Linked DNA regions of Oryctolagus cuniculus: region 1 is linked to region 2. Evidence: chromatin contacts called from public Hi-C data. All regions are on one chromosome and are shown on one strand. Each heading gives the region's core, a stretch centred on a gene start, on an enhancer-like site or on the middle of the called end of the contact. The rest is flanking DNA. Distances are from core to core; before and after follow the strand shown. Region 1 overlaps LOC100350325 (exportin-6). Region 2 holds the start of LOC100350325 (exportin-6).

Region 1 (6,720 bases), core at 1,883-4,382, 78 kb after region 2:
GATTCCATCTGAGCCTCCCACGTGAGTGCAGGGGCCCAAGCACTAAGGCCATCCTCCACTGCTTTCCCAGGTGCATTAGCAGGGAACTGGACCTAAAGTGGAGCAGCTGGGACCTGAACCAGGGCTCATCTGGGATGCTGGTGTTGCAGGTGGTGGCTTAACATATTGCACCACACTGCTGGCCCAGCACAATATTTGTAAGAGCAGTCAGATTAAGTGGTCACTGTGTGTGAGACATGTTCAATGGGTGAGGGGGTTAGAATAGTGTGGATGCCATCACTGCATTTCAGGCAGCCCTTGGTCTGAATTCTGTGTTTGTAGCTTCTGTGTAGCCACTGAGATCTTCTGTGTTGTCATTTGTAAAAAGGGGAGGATGATAATAATTGTTGAGACATTCAATGAAATAATGAAATAGCATATTTAGACCACTTGGCACATTGCAAGTGCTCAGTCTTTGGTGGTGGAGTTAGTGAACACTGTTGCCCCAGAAATGTGCCGAATGGAGTGGGCTGGAGATGAGAGACTCCCCCTGGGAGAGAGATCAGACGCACATCTACAGCCGTTTCAAAGCTGTGGTTCTGTGACTTGTTAAGATAAAGAGATATTTGCATTGCAAATTTAAGCATGTTTTTGGGTGCTAGTTCTCAAACATTATTTTTGTGATTGCAGAATAGCTTCCCAGTTGCTATGGTTTCCGTTCACATGTGCTTAATGCTAGCATTCTGTGTTCCTGTATCAGATACTGTTACACAATAGTAGATCCTGTTTTTGGTGAAGTGGCCAACTTAAGCAATTTTGTTTTTGAATGAGTTGTTGACTAAAAGGTACTTCCACCCATATATTTTTCTTGTATGCTGAACAGGTATGTCTTTTACTCCTGTGTTTGTGCCTGATTTTTCTATATTTAGTAGTAAATACATATAGCTTCCAGATTGCACAGGCTTGTTGAGAGAATCAACTGAAGAAATGATTACTATGAAAATGCTTTTTAAAGCACTGTAGGAATGGGAGGTGTGAAGAATATAGTTCCATTGAGAAAATCCGCAGCAGCAGCCTGTTAGTATGAAGTGCACACTAGTGCAGACCACTGTGCCAGTAGAACTGGCAGTAGTCTAGAGAGATGAGACGCCTTGTCTGCTTCTGCTCAAGTCATATGCTGGTCACATTTCCCCTGGCAAGGGAGACATGCTAATACCGCTCCTGTCGGGTGGTCAGGATTTAAGGAAGCCCTGTATCTAAAATCCCTGGCTCAGTGTCTGCCTGTTGCCGTGGTGATACCAGCAGCAGTAAGTAATAGAAATTATTGTCCCCTGGCTGTGCAGGAGTTAAGGGACAAGGCCTGTGGACAGTTAAAAGGCCAGTAGCCACTTGCAGGTGCTGGCCTGCTTGCCCAGGCATCTGTTCTGCTGCCATGGTTTTTGTTAGTGGTGCAGGCTGAACTGCTTTAAACACGATGATTGTTTCCCACTGATCATTTGACTATCATTCTAAATGAGACTTTGAAATTTTTCTCACTAGGTTTTTTTTAAGCATATACTTCTGTATAACAGTTTTATACCTTTAGTAAGCAAAGTAAAAAACTCTTCAGAGTTGGTTTGTGGTTTTTGCTGTTACGGGGTGACCAGCATGTGAACTGCTTGTCCTGTCAGGCACTCCCTAGTAGTCTAGGGAAGGAGATTGCAAAAATGTGGGTGTCAGTCCACTGGGCTGCACAGAGGAAATATTTGAGCTTCAGCTTATAATAAATTTTTAGGGGGCTGGCGTGGCACAATAGGTTAAGCTGCTGCTGGCAAAGCCGGCATCCTGTATTGGAATGCCAGTTTGAGCCTCGGGTGTTACGCTTCCTTTTTTTATTTTTTTATTTTTTTATTTGACAGGTAGAGTTATAGACAGTGAGGGAGAGACAGACAGAGAGAAAGGTCTTCCTTCCATTGGCTCACTCCCCAAATGGCCGCTGCGGCCAGTGCTGTGCCATTCCGAAGCCAGGAGCCAGGTGCCTCTTCCTGGTCTCCCATGTGGGTGCAGGGGCCCAAGCACTCGGGCCATCCTCCACTGCCTTCCTTCCCAGGCCACAGCAGAGAGCTGGACTCGAAGAGGAGCAACTGGGACTCGAACTGCCGCCCATATGGGATGCTGGCGCTGCAGGCTTTGGATTAACCAAGTGAGCCATGGCACAGGCCCCATGTTATACTTCTGATCGAGCTCCCTACTGGTGCACCTTGGGTCCCTGACACCCATGTGGAAGAACTGGATGGAGTTCCAGAGTCTTGGCTTCAGCCTGGCCTACCCCCGCCATTGCTATTTGGGGAAGGAAACAGTGGATGGAACCCCCTCCCCCCCCTTTACCCTTTCTCTCTCTCTCTTTTTCTCTATCTCTCTGTCCCTCTCTCTACTTTTCAAATAAATAAATCTTTATCATGTATTTTGGGTCACCCTTATGTTACATATGTATGTAGATGTGCTCAAACCTTTTTTAAATATGTGTGTGAGAGTGTACAAGTGAGAGAGAGAGCAGTGCTTCCATTGAGCTTGTTCCCCAGAAGCCCACAGTGGCTGGGCCAACCTGATGCCAGGGGCTGGGAACCCGCTGCAGATCACCCACAGGAGTGTAAGGACCCAGTCACTCGGCTTTCCCGCTGCCTCCCAGGGTGCTCTTCAGTAGGAAGCTGGAATTGGGAGCAGAGCTGGGTGGGACTCAGCCCCGGGCACTCTGCTGTGGAATGCAGGCTCCCAAGCAGCAACTTCACTGCTGGCCAAACACCTGTTCCTCAAAAGCTTTTAAATGAAAGTGTTGAAAGCTTGACAATCACCCCAGTATATCAGAGAAGTTCTGTTTTGCCACAGCAACTGGTAAAGAGTGCTGGCTGCTGGTGGTGATGTTTATTTTAGCTGAGAGCTTGTAGAGGTGATCAGAGGGCTTCCAACTAGTGACATCTATCTGGGAGAAGATGGAATGCTTTGGGAGTCAGTGTTTGTCTCTTAAGCTGTAATTTCAGAAGCAACTGATCTTGCAGGAAGCAGTCAAAAATGTTTTCTTGGTGTCTTAATTGGGAAACGTAGGTGTGGTTAAGTCACAGAGGCAGCACTCAGTTCCTGTCCCTTGTGGTTTATAGGTTTTGCATCATTCATCACAACAAAGTGGTAGGCATTGTAGGCTACAGATTTAGAAGCACAAATGTACATGGGTTATTCTTGGTTATAGGAACTTGGAAGTCGTTAACTCTGTTCCTGCTCAGTTGAGAGTGTTCCAGCGTTTCTTGACCAGAGCTATAGAGAATTGCAGTTGTGGTGTTATTGGGGTGAGCCTTCTGTCATGTACCCTGCTGAGCAGAAGTACTGGGGGGCTAGATTGTCCTGATTGCCATTTTGAGGTGGTAGCAAGGCCTGGATTTCAGTTTTCCTTTTCCCCATTCCTATCTGGGGATGGTTGTGCCTTCCTCTTAAGCTGTTGAGAAAATGGAAGGGATCAGTGTGTACAGGGTACTCCCACGGACAGTAGGTGCCCCATCCATAAACACGTGTTTTTTCCCGTTCTCTGCCACTCCCTTCCCTTCGTGCTTGTCAATGTGAAGGGAGTCGCCGGTGTACAGGAGATGAGGACACCTGAGTGCGTGAGGCAGCCTGAAGTCATTGCATCATGTCCTGTGAGCTCCTTCGGCAGGAGAGTGCTGGGGGGTGCTGGCCACCGCGGGCACAGTGGTTCTGGGTGACATTTCACTGGGCAGTAAACAGAGGAGTGAGCGTGAGAAAAGTCGCTGTTCTCTTTGTGGCGTGGGTCACTCTGCTTACTAAAGAGGAAGTGCTGCTGTCACACATGGCATTTTGGTTCAGCTGATCGAAGGTGTTACCTAGGCTTACATCAGAGCTCTGATCACTTTCTAGCTCCTGTGAAGAGAGATCCTTGCTGCTGACTGCCCCAGAGAGCAAGTGAATGTGCTGTTAGTTATTTTATTGAGTTGAAAAAAACTCAATATTCAGGATCATGCTTCAGTCTGTTGTTATCTAACTTGGAATTTTATTTGTTCCCTGTGTGTTTATTCTTTTTTGGTTCAGTTCATTTATTGTTTATTCATCCTGTTTATTTATTTATGAGTCTCAAAGAGACAGAGAGAACCCTCATCCTCTAGTTCACTCCTCAAACGCCCATAATGGTCAGGGCTAGGCCAGAGCCCAAGCCCAGAACCAGGAGCCTAATCTAGTTCTCCCACAAGGATGGCAGGAAACCAGTAACTTGAGCCATTACCTGCTACCTCCCAGGGTCTGCATTACCAGGAAGCTGGAGTTAAAGCTTGGCCTGGGCATTAAACCCAGGAATGTGGTAAGCAGGTGTTTTTTTTTTTTTAAGATTTATTTATTTACTTGAAAGTCAGAGTTACACAGAGAGAGAAGGAGATGCAGAGAGAGAGAGAGAGAGAAAGAGAGAGAGGTCTTCTATCTGCTGGTTCACTCCCCAGTTGGCTGCAATGGCTGGAGCTGCCCCGATCTGAAGCCAGGAGCCAGGAGCTTCTTCCTGGTCTCCCACGCGGGTGCAGGGGCCCAAGGACTTGAGCCATCTTGTACTGCTTTCCCAGACCATAGCAGAGAGATGGATCAGAAGTGGAGCAGCCGGGTATCAAACCGGCACCCATATGGGATGCTGGCAGTGTAGGCAGTGGCTTTATCCACTACACCACAGTGTCAGCACCAAGTAAGCAGGTATTTCAACCATTATCTTACCTTCTGGGCTAAAGGCCCACTCTCATTATGTATTTATTGAGTATCTGTTATGTAGTTAGCTTTATATTTGTAATTTTATTTCATCCTCAGAACTTGTGAGCTGTATAGGTTTATCTCTCTTGTGTATACAAGAGCTTTTTTGTTGTTGTTGTTTATTTTAATTTTATTTGAAAGGCCAAGAGACAGAGGCTTGGAGACAGAGATCTTCCATCCTCTGGTTCACTTCCCAGATGCCTGCAAATCTGGATTGGGCCAGGCTGAAGCTGGAAGCCTGGAACTCAGTCAGCATCTCCCACATGGGTAACAGGAACCCAACTACTTGAGTCGTCATCTGCTCCCTCCCAGGATGTGCATAAGCAGGAAGCAGGAATCAGAAGCAGAGTTGGGACTTGAGCCCAGCACTCTGATCTGGGATGTGGGTATCCTGAGCAGTGGCTTAACTGCTGCACCAAATGCCTGTCCATTGTGTATAGAAGTATTTAATCTGATCAGTTGCCCTCTAAGCATTGCTTTGGCTTTATCACATTTTGGTTCAATTTAAAATCCTTTCTAATTTCCCTGGATATTTCTTCTTTGCTGTTTGATTTCCAAATATTTGGGCATTTTCCACATGTCTTTTTGTTACTGTTTTCTAGGTTGATTTTATTATCTTCTGTAAGCATAATTTGTGTGTTTTGGATTCTTTCAGATTTGATAAGGTTTATTTTATGACCCTGTCTCCTTGGGAGTTGTTTGTTGTACACTTGGGAGAAGAGCGTGTATGAGTGTCTTGCTGTCATTAGTGGAGTGTTTCACAGTGTCAGGTCAGGCTGGCTGTGGAGGTGACATGGGGTGTCTTTATTCTGACTTCCTCTGTCGGATACTGAGAGAGGTATGTCTCTCTCATGTGTCTCCTCTCAGTTCTCTCAGTTCAACTTCATTCTCTTAGGGCTGATGTTAGCTGCCTTCACAGTTAGTTTTCCTTTCCTAGTGCCACTACTGAGTGTTTGGCTGCAGATCTCTTTCTGTGGGGTTTTGGTAGTTGCTCTGGGTTTTACAGTATGTATGCCTACGTTTTCATATCAGCATCTTACCGCAGTATTGCTGAGAAACCTGCTACCGCATACCCCGCTTTATGTTGTGTTTACCACACTTTTATCCATGTACTTTTTTTTTTTTTTAAGATTTATTTATTTATTTGAAAGAGTTACACAGAGAGAGGAAGGAGAGCGAGCCATAGAGCGAGCAAGCTCTTCCATCTGCTGGTTCACTCCCGAATTGGCTGTGCCAGTTGGAGCTGTGCGGATCCAAAGCCAGGAGCCAGGAGCTTCTTCCAGGTCTCCAACGTGGGTGCAGGGGCCCAAGCACTTGGGCCATCTTCTACTGCTTTCCCAGGCCATAGCAGAGAGCTGGATCGGAAGTGGAGCAGCCAGGACTTGAACTGGTACCCATATGGGGTGCCGGCACTGTGGGCGATGGCTTCACCGGTTATGCCACAGTGCCGGCCCCTATCCGTGTACTTTGAAAGCTTCGTCAGTGTTCTGATTTTTGCTTTCATTCATCATCTGTATTTTAGAGATGTTAGGAGAGAAATAGTCTATTATTTTCTCTCACTTGCTTGCCAACTCTCTTGCTTTTGCTTCATTCTTGGAAGTTACTGCTTTCTTTTCCTTATCATTTACCTTCTCTAGTACCACAGACAAGGTGACTTCAAACAACAGACATTTATTTATCTCACAGCTCTGCAGGCTCCCAGTCCCAGGTCGTGGTACTGGCCGATTCAGTCTCTGCTGTGACTTCTTCTGGTGGCTTGCAGGTGATGGCCTTCTCACAGTGAGCTCACACGCCCTGCTTCTGTGTGTGTGTGGGGAGGAGAAAGTTCTCTCCTTTATAAGGGTGCAGTCCTAGTGGATTAAAGTCCTACTCTTATAACCTTATCTAACCTTTGTTGCCTCGTTTTAGGCCCTGTCACATTGAGGGTGAGGAGAGGATTGGGTGTCAGCGCTGGGGAAGGGCAGGCCCGGG
Region 2 (6,750 bases), core at 1,039-3,538:
CCTGGTTGCCTGTCGCTCCCCCTCTTCGTGGAGGAACGACACAGGACCCTGCGCTGTTCTTTCGTCTGCTCGGCCCTCCCCGGGTTTGCTGCTGGTTCTTCCCGGGTTGGCTACTGTCCCTTCCACCTCCGTGGAAGGGCAGTTCCCCCTGGCCACATTCCCCACTTCCGCAGGGGAGCGGCACACCGCCGGCCGGCTCTCTGGGGGCTGCACAGGTGTTCCCTTAGATGTTCCTGGTGCATGCCGTCTCTCTCCTCCTTTATAGTCCTCCTCTGCCAATCCCAACTCGGCTGCCCACACGCCGAGTACGCTGCTCTCCTCCAATCAGGAGCAAGTCCTACAGTTTATTGGTTGAACTGGAGGCAGCTGTGCAGAAGCTGTTTACTTCTCTCCCAGCGCCATATTGTGGGAGAGCAGATGCATAGAATAAGTCTTAATTCCAGTAACTCAGTCTAGTCCGGATTGCTCCCCACAGTTGCCCCTCTTCCAGGCCAGCTCTCTGCTGTGGCCAGGGAGTGCAGTGGAGGATGGCCCAAGTGCTTGGGCCCTGCACCCCATGGGAGACCAGGAGAAGCACCTGGCTCCTTGCCATCGGATCAGCGCGGTGCGCCGGCCGCAGCGCGCAGGCCACGGTGACCATTGGAGGGTGAACCAAAGGCAAAGGAAGACCTCTCTCTCTCTCTCACTGTCCACTCTGCCTGTCAAAAAAAGAAAATACTTATTTTTAAGTTATTTGAATGGCAGACAAAGAAAGGGGGAGAGAGAGAAAAAGAGAGAAATAAACATGCTCCCATTTGCTGGTTCACTCCCAAATGCCCACAACAGTTAGTCTCCCATGGGGGTGGCAGACCAAATACTTGGCCATCACCTGCCTTCTCCCAGGATATGTGTCAGCAGGAAGCCAGAACAGGCAATCAAACCGAGGTACTTAGATATGGGATGTGGGCATCTCAGGTAGGATCTCAGCAGCTATGCCAAATACCTACTGCCCCCTACCACCTGTGTTAACTGGCCTTCCAGGTGATTCTGAGAGCCATTGGGTTATATAGGTTTGCAGGAGGCACAGCCCAAGGCTCGGCATCAGCTGTTTGGGATGTTTTCTTCCTATTTCCTAAACTCGGCACTTCCACAGGTGAAGAGGGTGGTGGGGAGGTGGGGGTTAAGATCCTGCATTCTTTGCCCTCTCAGAACCTTGGCAGGTGCTGTTCCTCTGGCTGTGCCCACGCTGCCTGCAGGTCTCAGCTGGCTTCAGCTCTTCCCTTCCACTTTCTGTCTGCCCTCCCCCCGTTATGTGTTTGCTTTGTTCGTGACACTCAAAGCACTCATTTCTACAATTAATTTATTCATAGGGCTAACAAAGAGAAGGGACTGTCCAAGTTTTGTTTACCTCTTGTTAACATTTTATTCATTTATTTTTTTAAGTCAGAGTTACACAGAGAGAGAAGGAGAGGCAGAGAGAGAGAGAGAGAGATCTTCCATCTGCTGGTTTACTCCCCAAATAGCCTCAATGGCTAGAGCTGAGCCAATCTGAAGCCAAGAGCCACGAGCTTCTTGCAGGTCTCCCATGCGGGTGCAGGGGCCCAAGCACTTGGGTCATTTTCCACTGCTTTCCCAGGCCACAGCAGAGGGCCGGATCGGAGGTGGAGCAGCCGGGTCTTGAACCCGTGCCCATATGGGATGCCAGCACTGCAGGACTGGCTTTACCTGTTACACCACAGCACCGGCCCCATTAACAACATTCTAAAAAGGCTATTGTTTTCAACAAACCTTCTGTACTAGGAATCCACAGCCCAGAGTAGAAATATAAATGGCTGTAATTATGCTCCTTGACAATTTCTAGTCTTAGCACCAACAGCTGGGCCTGTGGGCCACGGCATAGCTGGATTGTAAGTGGACTAAATGAACTGAGGCTCCAGCGGCGCAGAGGCTGTGCACCGCCAAGCTGTGACCCCGGTGCTCAACCCACAAGGGGCGCTCCATAAAGATTTGCAGAATGAATGAGCAAGCGAAGCGAAAGAGAAACCGCCCCTTTACTAAGATGGCCGCCCTTGGCTCCCTTTACCAAGATGGCCGCCAGGCCCGCACCGCGGGCGTAGGGGGCGGAGCCACAGGAGGCGGGGCCAGTGGGAGCCGTCAGGTGCGGCCCCGCCCCCTGCCCGGCCCCTCGTCGATTCCGGATTGGTCCGGTTCCAGCGCCGCAGCCCGGCGGCGGTGCTGTGGGGCCGCCCGGAGCTCGCCACTTCCGGCGCGCTGGGGCTGTTGGTCGGGGGCGGCCGCGCGGCGCGAGCGGGCGGCTCTGGGGCGGGAGCGCGCAGGGATGCTCTGGGGGGTGGCGGTAGCGGCCGTGTGGGCTGAAGCGGTGAGGACAGCGCGGGCCTGTGGGCCTCTTCCCTGAGCCGGCCGCCCGGGCCGTGCCGCGCCGCCGAGGCCCAATTCAGCCTCCGCCCCTTTAGCCTCGGGGCCGGGCCCGCCGACGCCGCCTCTGTCCGCGGCTCCGGGGAGCCCCTGCCTGGGCCCGTAGCCTCCCCCTCTCGGGGGTCGGGCCCGGGCGGGGGGCCCCCGAGCTGGTGCCCTCGGAGCCCCATTTCCTGCTTGTTCAGTTTCCTTGGGGAGGGAAGGGAGGGTCTGGATGAATTGTCCCGGGGACCCCCGATGAGGCGGACCGGGAGGCCTTGCTCTTCTTCATAGAGGGGGCCCGGGTGGGGAAGGGGTTGTGTTTGCACGGGCGGGGACTTCCCGAGCCTGCCGGGACCATGACCTGAACTGTGCGAGCGGGACGTGTCCGAAGCCCACGAACCAGCTCACCTGAGCCGCCCCTCCCCCGGCCAGCATGGTAAGTGGGGTGGGAGCCGGGGGTGGGGGGCAGGAGTGGGCCCCGGAGCTGCTGAGCCATCGCTTCTGCCTTCGGGGCGGGGGAGAGGCGCGTGCCGAGGCTGGCCGGTGACACATGCGTGCAGGGTGTGCAAGCCCCGGCTGTGCGCGCCCATCCCCCCCACCCGCGGGGTGGCTCGGGACTGCCTGGGCCCTTGCATCTGCTGGGGGTGGGCCTCTCCCGCCGTGCGGCTCGTCGTGACAAAGGCTAGCGTGTATTTCTGGCCAGGCCCTATGCGGAGTAAGTGGACAGGGCATTATTTAGTGAGCGCATCAACCCTTGTGTTCATAAGTGGGGAGACTTGAGGCCAGTCGGGGACAGGTGACACTTGAGTGACAGGGGCAGGATTTGAAGGGAGGCGGTGCGATTTCAGAGGTTCTGTTCTATAAGAGCGCGCAGAGCTGGACCAGGTTATGACTGGGGACCCGGATGACTCAAAGGCAGGGATCCCTACCCCTCCACAGGCTGCTGTGTGCCGTTGCCTTGCACCTTGTAGGACCAGGGACAGTCTATCCTTCCAGACCTTGCACATCCACTGACGCTCGCCTTGCTGCCTTCACGGTTGGCTCGCACCTCTGTTCAGCATTTGGCTTTTTTGTAATTGGGATTGTTTTCTGAGCCTTATCTGCTGCTCTAGACTGAGCCCTCTGTGAGATAAAATTGTGTGCATTGGATCTGCCCTGGCTCCTGGCATACAGCAAGCCCCACCATTGCTCAGCCTGTTTGAACACTTCCGGGGACAGAACGGTTCTCAGGGCCACCCATTTTGTCCCTGCCCTGTTAGTGGGTGGTAGAGAAAAGGTTGGAGTTCGAGCTTTTGTGATGCAGGTGTTCAGGCCAGTGGATTCTCAAAGTGTTGTTGGGCCCTGGGTGTAGTAAGAGGCATGGTGTTCTCGCGGGGTTCACAACCAGCTGGGTAGAAGACCCCTGTGATGCGTGTATGCCTTACATAGTCTACTACACACACACACACACACACACACACTGTGTGTAGTGACAGAGCAGTTAAGCTCTTTGAGTTCCAATTTCCTCTTCTATGAAGTGTGGAGATAAGAAGTCTGCAAATTATATTAGCATTCAGCGATTGGTGAAAGTAGTACTCACTCCTTTTTTATTTCCACCAATATGTTTTGGTTTTGTTTCTGAACTGTAGAATATGGACAACACAGGATGTACGGTTGTAAGTGTGCCGATCGGTGGCGTTACGTGCAGACGTGTTGCCCGCAGTCGCAGTCACGCCCGCCGTACGTCCGGCAGTTGTTTCATCCCACAAAAGTGTGCAGTTCTGCACCTGCACCCAAGAGACCCTCTCCCCCAGGCCGTGTCAGCCACCATCTTTACTTTCTGTTTCTCTGCATTGGCTACTGTAGGTGCCTCTCACATCATTGGCAGTGTTCATCCTTTGGAGGCAGGCCGATTTCGCTTGGCATAGCGTCTTCAGGCTTCATCCATGCCGTAGCCTGTGTCAGCATTTCCTGCCTTTTGAAGGCTGAATTCCATTGTGTGTACGTGCCACGTTTTGTTTATCCATTCGTCCCTCAGTGTGTTCCGGCATGCGTCCACCTCTTGGCTCTCGTGAATAGTGGTGCTGTGAGTGTGGGTGTGCAGCTCTCCTGGATGCCGGGCCCTGGGAACGCATCGGAGAACAAGGCAGGACCCGGTCCTCCCCTCGGGAACTGAGAACTTTGCCGTAGGACCCTCCGACGAAAGTTCATTGGCTGAGCTAGCCGAGATCCCTTGTATTCAGAGTTCACTTGAATTGGCAGTGAGCGCTTACAAAATCGTTATTTCTTTTATTTGTTAGGGAGCGAGGGAACGTGTGAGCACGTGCAGGAGCGTGCGTGTGTCTGTCTGCTGGCTCACTCCCCAAGTGCTGGCAGCAGCTGGACTCCATCCGGGTCTCCAAACTCGGGTGTGTGTGGCAGGGACCTAAGTACTTGAGCCACCAGCTGCTGCCTTCCAGGGTGTGCATTAGCAGGGAGCTGGAATCGGGAGCAGAGCAGGGCTGTAACTCAGATACTCTGGTATGGGATGTGGGCATCCCAAGTGGCATCTGTGCCAAACGCCTTTCCCAACTACTGAGTAATTAATTGTAAAGTTGCTGACTTCATGACCTCCCTGACATTTTTTTTTTTTTTTGGAGGTAAGTTTCAAGTCAAGGTTTTTGTAACCTAGATCTCATTTACATACACAGCAGGTGGCTACAGTGTGTGTAAAGTGATTAAGATGGTGATGGTCATTGTGTGTAGTGCACAGAGTCAGGGGTTTGGGTGGGACAGGCCTTGTCTGTCAAAGGCAAGGAAGCCATTGTCTTTTTTTTTTTTTGTTTCTTAGGAGCAGGGTCTTTTCCCTGAAATCATAGCTATTTGTGTATTCCAAGAACTTTTTTCCTTTCCATTGCTTACTGCCTTAATGATTTTTCTTTCTTTCTTTCTTTTTTTTTTTTTAAAAGAGGTGGCTTCTAGAGTCTTTTTTTTTTTCCTTAAGATTTACTTAATTTATTTGAGAGAGTTAGAGAGAGAGGGAGAGATGGAAAGATCTTCCATCCGCTGGTTCACTCCCTAAATGGCTGCAACAGCTGGAGCTGGGCTGATCTGAAGCCAGGAGCCTGGAGCTTCTTCTAGGTCACCTACATGGATGCAGGGGCCCAAGGACTCAGGCCGTCTTCCACTGCTTTCCCAGGTGCATTGGCAGGGAGCTGGATTGGAAGTGGAGCAGCCGGGACTCTTAACGAGCCTGTATGGGATGCAGGCGGAGGCTTAACCTACTACGCTACAGTGCTGGCCCCAACAGTTTTAAAAGTATTAGTTGGCATAAATTTAAACCTTTTTGAAAAAAGTTTATTTTTATGTATTTGAAAGGCAAAGTGACAGAGAGGGGCAGGGGACAGGTCAAGTCTCCTATGTAGGTGACAGGGACCCAAGTACTTGAGTCGCAACCTACTACCTTCCAAGGTACATATTAACAGGAACCTGCGTGGGAAGCAGAGGCGCAATCCCATCCCAGGCACTCTGACATGGAATGCTGGGTTCCCTAGTGGTGACTTAACCACTGTGCCACAATGTCTTTCCAAGTTTCAGCCCCCCCCCCCCCCCCTTTTTAAAGATTTATTTATTTATTCGAAATTCAGAGTTACACAGAGTGAGTAGAGACAGAGAGAGAGAGAGGTCTTCCACCTGATGGTCCACTCCGCAATTGACTGCAACGGCTGGAGCTGCGCCGATCTGAAGCCAGGAGCCTCTTCTGTGTCTCTTACATGGGTGCAGGGGTCCAAGGACTTGGGGCATCTTCTGCAGCTTTCCCAGGCCACAGCAGAGAGCTGGATCAGAATTGGAGCAGCTCGGTCCTGAACTGGTGCCCATTTGGGATGCCGGCGCCCCAGGCTAGGGCGTTAACCTGCTGCACCACAGTGCCGGCCCCAAGTTTCAACCCTTTTGGTATCATCTTCTTAAAACTTCAACTCTACTAAGACTTGAAAATGGTGTAGCATAATGAAAACTGTTTATTAAGCATCTTTGATGTGCTAGCTGTTTTTCATTACTGCTTTTCCTTTTAGTTACTCAGTATTATTTAACCACACTAACCTGGCTAGGTTATATGATTGCTGTTACTGCCAGAGGGGAGATTGACAGACCTGCTTAGGATGCCTGTTGAAGGAGTGGTGGGGCGGCATGGAACCCAGGGTGCTCCACTCCAAGCCCCTGCTCTTCCAAGTCGCTGTGCTGCCTCCTGGGAAAGAGGATCAGGAGTCTGCCGTCCGGTATGTCCAGAATGTGTCTGAGAGATGGTAGTGGCGTAGGGAGGATGGGAAGCTTGCTTTAAACAGTCTTTCTTTTTAAAGATTTATTTTATTTATTTGAAAGAAAGAAAGAGAGAGT

Evidence for each region. A called contact is a pair of places that touch in the nucleus more often than the background predicts.
Region 1: a Hi-C map of an unstated tissue shows a contact between it and region 2, with 2.7 times the contacts expected there. The contact joins the enhancer-like site here to the promoter of LOC100350325 in region 2. A contact is called at or near these places in 2 of 6 Hi-C or Micro-C datasets (ear pinna and an unstated tissue).

What each region holds. Positions count from the first base shown.
Region 1 is chr19:7,969,874-7,976,593 of mOryCun1.1, forward strand. All of the region lies in intron 9 of LOC100350325 (exportin-6), which reads left to right. Among named protein-coding and RNA genes, the nearest start is that of SBK1, 120 kb to the left of the region's middle. Within about 2 kb of position 3,133, at least 1 of the 8 cell types and tissues checked has an H3K27ac peak or open chromatin away from gene starts, as enhancers often do.
Region 2 is chr19:7,892,955-7,899,704 of mOryCun1.1, forward strand. It overlaps LOC100350325 (exportin-6), which reads left to right and starts at 2,289. Exons shown (of 24, transcript XM_008257959.4): 1 at 2,289-2,833. The coding sequence starts at 2,831.